Regions from separate parts of the Oryctolagus cuniculus genome. Here region 1 is linked to region 2. The links are chromatin contacts, called in public Micro-C maps. All regions are on one chromosome and are shown on one strand. Each heading gives the region's core, a stretch centred on a gene start, on an enhancer-like site or on the middle of the called end of the contact. The rest is flanking DNA. Distances are from core to core; before and after follow the strand shown.

The links. Hi-C and Micro-C count contacts between places; a contact is called where the count stands out from the background.
Region 1: a Micro-C map of ear pinna shows a contact between it and region 2, with 4 times the contacts expected there. The contact joins the promoter of IFNAR1 here to the enhancer-like site in region 2. A contact is called at or near these places in 2 of 6 Hi-C or Micro-C datasets (ear pinna and an unstated tissue).

The regions. Positions count from the first base shown.
Region 1 is chr4:11,690,456-11,693,829 of mOryCun1.1, forward strand. It overlaps IFNAR1 (interferon alpha and beta receptor subunit 1), which reads right to left and starts at 2,090. Exons shown (of 11, transcript XM_051833617.2): 1 at 1,818-2,090. The coding sequence starts at 1,890.
Region 2 is chr4:11,581,088-11,584,231 of mOryCun1.1, forward strand. It overlaps a transcript of TMEM50B not described here. Among named protein-coding and RNA genes, the nearest start is that of TMEM50B, 24 kb to the left of the region's middle. Within about 2 kb of position 1,269, at least 3 of the 8 cell types and tissues checked have an H3K27ac peak or open chromatin away from gene starts, as enhancers often do. A contact at or near this core is called in ear pinna, where this site is marked.

The sequences.
Region 1 (3,374 bases), core at 840-3,339, 110 kb after region 2:
GCTTCTTCCAGATCTCCCACGAGGGTGCAGGAACCCAAGGACTTGGGCCATAATCTTCTACTGCTTTCCCAGGCCATAGCAGAGAGCTGGATCGAAAGTGGAGCAGCCGGGACTAGAACCAGTGCCCACATGGGATGCTGGCGCTTCAGGCCAGGGCGTTAACCCAGTGCGCCACAGCACTGGCCCCAGTTTCCACAGATTTTACTACATTACTATTAGCAATATCCTTCTAATATTTGATTTCAACTCTTCAGCACGTAAAAATGTACTAATGGGCATTTAATTCAACACAAACTCTTCTGGCTGCTTCCAGCCTTCCAGAATGACCTTGACTGAACACAGAGTTTACTAGCTTTTTACGTCTGATGTAAATCCAAAACACACATATCCATAGCAACATGAATCAAAATCTCCTCCCCTGATTGACAGTTTTCTTAGTCTAGGGTCCAAAAGTGCATTTCCCAGGTTAACAAATATGACTATGTCGTGACTTTCAATAGGCGGGGCAACGTTACAACCTGAACTTTGAATTCGTGCTTTGTTTAGATATGATTATTACTTTTTTGGGGAAAAATAATAAATTAAAAGAGATAAAAGATAGCGAGGCCCTTAACACACAAGTGGAAAATGAAGAACTCAGATTCTTAGGAAAAGTTTAGTCTGGGTGAGCCCCAAGGCTCGGAGGCCGGATTCTCAGGGTTTGATTTAGACTGGCTGTACGGCTGCTGGCACATCAGTCTCTAAGGGCGCTGGTCCACACCCGGAGGATGGCAGTGTCTACAGCGGCGTGGCAGCTCCGTGCACGAACGCCCTTACAATGCGTGGGTTAACGCCCGGCGTGAGCCCAATAAATGCTCACTGCCTACAAGTTACGCCCGAGTTCTCTAGACGAGTCCCAAATTAGCTTCTCACGGCACACACATGAAAACCCTGGGCAGCTGTTACAGCAAATGTTCCGTGCACGGAAGACCTCAAAGCTGTGACCGCGCGAGCCCTCAGACTCACGCAGGGCCGCGGCCTGGACCCAGCCCACAGGGATTCACGCAGGGCCGCGCACGGACCCAGCCCACAGGGATTCACGCAGGGCCGCGCACGGACCCAGCCCACAGACTCACGCAGGGCCGCGCACGGACCGAGCACACAGGGATTCACGCAGGGCCGCGCACGGACCCAGCCCACAGGGATTCACGCAGGGCCGCGCACGGACCCAGCCCACAGGGATTCACGCAGGGCCGCGCACGGACCCAGCCCACAGACTCACGCAGGGCCGCGCACGGACCGAGCCCACAGGGATTCACGCAGGGCCGCGCACGGACCCAGCCCACAGGGATTCACGCAGGGCCGCACACGGACCCAGCCCACAGGGATTCACGCAGGGCCGCGCACGGACCCAGCCCACAGGGATTCACGCAGGGCCGCGCACGGACCCAGCCCACAGGGATTCACGCAGGGCCGCGCACGGACCGAGCCCACAGACTCACGCAGGGCCGCGCACGGACCCAGCCCACAGGGATTCACGCAGGGCCGCGCACGGACCGAGCCCACAGACTCACGCAGGGCCGCGCACGGACCCAGCCCACAGGGATTCACGCAGGGCCGCGCACGGACCGAGCCCACAGACTCACGCAGGGCCGCGCACGGACCCAGCCCACAGACTCACGCAGGGCCGCGCACGGACCGCGCCCACAGGGATTCACGCAGGGCCGCGCACGGACCCAGCCCACAGATTCACGCAGGGCCACGGCGCGGGCCCGCACAGCTCCCTCTGCCGTCACCGCGGAGCCCCCGGACCACACCGAAACCCCCTCGCTTCTCACCAGCGGCTGCGGGCGACACCCACCAGGCCCCGGCGGCCAGCACCAGGGTCGTCGCGCCCAGGAGGGCGAGCATCGTCCGCCAGCCGCCGCCGCCCCAGTCACATCCTCAGTCACTTCCAGCAGCGCCGCGGACGGGACGGGCGGAGAGGTCCCGTAGGAAACCCGGGCGCGCGCTCCCGCTTCAGCGACCCGGGGACCGCTCCTCCGAGCGCATCGGCCCGGCAGGGAGCGCGCCCCGCCCCTCCGCGCAGGCCCCGCCCCTCCCGCCAAAGCACCGCCACACGCGCAGGCCGCGTCTCTCCCCAGCGACCGCCCCGCCCCTCCGCGCAGGCCCCGCCCCTCCCGCCAAAGCACCGCCGCGCGCGCAGGCCGTGTCTCTCCCCAGCGACCGCCCCGCCCCTCCGCGCAGGCCCCGCCCCTCCCGCCAAAGCACCGCCACGCGCGCAGGCCGCGTCTCTCCCCAGCGACCGCCCCGCCCCTCCGCGCAGGCCCCGCCCCTCCCGCCAAAGCACCGCCGCGCGCGCAGGCCGCGTCTCTCCCCAGCGACCGCCCCGCCCCTCCGCGCAGGCCCCGCACCTCCCGCCAAAGCACCGCCGCGCGCGCAGGCCGTGTCTCTCCCCAGCGACCGCCCCGCCCCTCCGCGCAGGCCCCGCCCCTCCCGCCAAAGCACCGCCGCGCGCGCAGGCCGCGTCTCTCCCCAGCGACCGCCCCGCCCCTTCGCGCAGGCCCCGCCCTCTTCTGCGAGGCCGCGGCTTCTCCCCCCCGCCCCCCTCTCCCGGCCCGGCGCTCGCGCGCGCGCGTTGCAAAGCGGCGGGCGGCGCGGTTACCCGTCAGCCCGGTTACTCCGGTTCCAGGAAATCCACGCCCCCAGGAGGCCTTGACCCTAACGGGAACTCCGCGCCTTGCTAGTGCGCCTGCGTGGACTTGGCGGCCGCCCACGGCTTCCCGCTGTGGGCGCCCCGAGGGCAGGGGCGGGGAGCCGGGCCGTGTGCTCGTGGGCCGTGCTCGCTGTCCGCGGCCAGGCTCGCCCAGTCGGCTGGGTTTGCAAATCCCGGGCGATCAAAGGAGCCAGGGGTGAGGGGTCGCTGGTCGTCGCCCGGCGGCCGGGCTCTGGGCCGACGCGGACCCGTCGGGGCCTGGGGGAGAACGGCGGCGGGCTGGCCCCGGGCCGCGGTCTCTCCAAGGTGCGCTTGACCGCCAGCCGCTGTCCGGAAACAAATAAGAGCCCTGACCCCGGCGGTTAACTTCCGGAAGTGCCTTAGCCGCGGGTCGTGCACATCATGCCCAGGGCCCCGTCCCAGAGCTGCGCCCTCGGCCTGCTGGTCGCCCCCCTCGCGTGTGACACAGGCCGGGGGGCCTCCTGAGCCCGCCCTGGCTTCTGCCTGGCGAACTGAGCATTGAAGAAGGCGCTTTTTTGCGGGAAGACCCTCCACGCCCACCCCTCTCAGTGAGGGCCGGAGCAGCTTCCGGACAGCGGGGGACCTTCCGCGACACCCTGCCGCCCGCAGGGCACGGGAAAGCCTTTTACAGTACGGGCAGAGCTGAAGCCAAGAGCCA
Region 2 (3,144 bases), core at 19-2,518:
ACCACAGCGCCTGCCCCCTCAGTTTGGTTTTGTTTTGAGCCTCTTGGTGCTTATTAGTTTGTAGCAATTGTATCAGATTAAACCATTCCACATAGGAGTGTTTGGTAAGTCAACTGTATATATTTACTTCCACAATACAAATTGTATATTTAGATGCTGATTAACTTTTTACTTTGCAGCACCTTGGGGGTCCGAGATAAGGCACCAAAAGAACAGAGAACTCAGGCAGAAGCTTCAGTCAGGGGTCCCAGATGGCGCCGTTTTCCCACATTGGCTTTTTTCCTAAATTTTTACGCTGCCTCTTTACCCTTGAATACTTGTGTGTATGTTTTCCTCAAAATATGACTGAAATAAAATCCCAGAACCAGGATCCAGCACTATGCACCTTCTTCAGATGGTGCCAATTGCCCCACTAGTTCGCTTTAAAGAAAAAATCTTTTTGTTCTAGGGTGCAACCCAGGGACACACGTTGCATTTAGTTGTGATGTCCCGCTAGTGTCTCTTGAATTTAGAACAGTTCTCCAGTGTTTGGCTTTTGTGACTGGGCATTGGAACCGGGGCACCTGTAGTGGCTCTTGTTAACTGGAAGATCCAAGTCTGATTGAAGAATCAAGGTTATTCAGTGAGTCAGACTAAGGATTTGAACCCAGGAACCACAGGACAGGTGCCCGAGTTATCAGCCTGGTTTCAGGTTTTATACTTTTCTTATGGGTAAGTACATGCATTGCATCAGGTTTAAAAATACAAATTTATATGTGTTTATGAATCACATTGGAAATCAAAGAATGCCTCAATGACAATTGAAGAACACTTGGTGATAGCTAAGAGTTGACTTTTTTAAAAACAAGATTTATTTTGTTTATTTGAAAGGCAGAGTGGCAGAGAAAGGAGGGACAGAGAGAAAAAGAGATCTGTGTCTGCTGGATCACTCCCCAAATGGCTTCAATGGCCAGGTCTGGTTCAGAAGCCGAAGCCAATAGCCTGGAGCTCCTTCCAGGTCTCCCATGTGGGTGGGAGGGGCCTAAGCATTTCGGCCAACTTCTGCTGTTTTCCCAGGTGAATTAGCAGACAGCTGGACCGGAAGTAGAGTAGGCTGGATTTGGCCCAGCACCCATTTGTGATGCCAGCCGCACAGGTGGTGCCTTAACCGGCTGCACTGCAGCATTGGCCCCGACTTGATTGCCGAGGAAGGAGGAACATACTGTTCCCACGCTCATCCCCACATGGGATGTGCTCTGTATGCAGGCGGAGGCACATAGCAGGATCATTAATCACTTCCTGCAAGGCCCTCCGACAAGCGCTCACCACTCCTTCCTAAGGAACCGCACACACTTCTCTGCCAGTGGCTGAGGTTTCCGTGGGCACGGTTGAGCTTTGTTGAGAGGCCTTGTTCGTGTGGGCATAGCTGCAGGGACGGCATCCTGGCTGCCTGAGGCCTCTTCAGGGTTCAAGTTCCACAGCACCTGTGTTCCGTGTAGGCAGACAGCAGCCCTGGGGCTGTGCAGTGCACAAGCTGCAGGAGTGTGTTCGTGGCCTTGGCTACTGCTGCTCCACGTCTTAGCAGTGGCATGGGGCTGGCCACTTGAGAAGCATTTGGGGCTCTCTGGAAGGTACACACTTGTACTGGGGTGCACAGCAACATTTCAGAACGAAGCAAACTGGTTTAACTGCCTGATTGAGGTTTGTGCCAGGTAAGATTGTGCCTGCATGTGTACCATGATCTCCCAGTCCTGCCTGGATGCAACAGCTCTTTTAGGATTTAGGTCCTCTCAAAGGCACTTTTTTTTTCTCCCCAAAGATTTATTTTATTTATTTGAAAGGCACAGAGAGAGGGAGAGACAGAAGAGAGAGATTTTTCATCCTCTGGTTCACTCCCCAAATGGCTGCAAAGGCCGGGGCTGGGCCAGACTGAGGCCAGGAGCCAGGAGTTTCTTCCAGGTCTCCTACATGGGTGCAGGGACCCAAGCACTTGGGCCACCTTCCACTGCTTTCCCAGGTGCATTACTCATTACAGAGAATATGGCAAATGTTTTTATTCACCAAGGATGCAAAAATGAAGTGAGTTAAGTGATTTTTTACATTTATTATACATTGTTATCCAGGTCTGGGCCAGGCCAGAGCCAGCAGCGGGAAACCCCATCCTGGTCTCCCACGTGGGTGGCGGCCCAAGCACTTGGGCCATCATCTGCTGCTTTCCCAGGATGCGTCAGCAGGGAGCTGGATCAGAAGCAGAGCAGCTAGGAATTGAACCGGCATTCACATAAGAGATGCTGGTGTCACAAGTGGTGGCTTAACCTGCTGCACCACCACACCTGCCCCCTTTCCCTTTATTTTTGATGATGAAGGAGCCAGAGAAGCCCAAGCCACCTGCTTCTATACTAGGATGAATTTCTGGGCTGTGTCATTCTCCATTTTGTACAGCGCTGGCAACTTGCCCAGACCGGAATTCTCTCCCAAGCAATGGCTGTCCCAGGACCCTCTGTCCCACATCCTCCAAGTGCAGCCAGCTGTCTTCCCTCACCACAAACTGGAAACAGGAAGAAGCCACTCCGACTCCATTCCTGTGGCATAGCCCTGGGGGGAGCTTTACAAGTTCAGCAGGCGGGGAGCAGCTTGTTCGCGGCAGTCCCTTGAGAGCTTCAGGGAGAAGCCTCCCCGGGGTCTTCCTGGTCTTGTTGGCCAGTGACAGCACTTAAGCATCTCTCACTGGCCAGTGTCCTTCTCAGGGAATTAGAGCGGGTGGTGAATGGAGGGGCCAGACACAAGATGGCATCGCCGCAGTGTGCTGTCACATCCTGACTTCCAAGACACAAGGGCAGAACCTCGCGTGAACCTGAGCGAGAGGGGTGGGTCTGCCTCCTGTGCAGTGACCACTTTGTTGTCCAGGTCGGGGATCATCCAACTTTCTGGAAAGGGCCAGGTAGCAAGTATGTTAGGCTTTGTGGGCAACACAGCGGCTGCTGGAACTGCTTACTTCCTGCCTTACGGTACATGCAAAAGCAGCCATCGACCAAGTGCAAACAAACGAGCCTCACGGGTTTCTTATGGACACTGAAATTTGTATTTTATACTATTTCCATGCGTGACTTTAAAAAGTGATTTAAAGGGCCATTTTTTGGCACACAGGGTAAGGCTGCCCCCTGC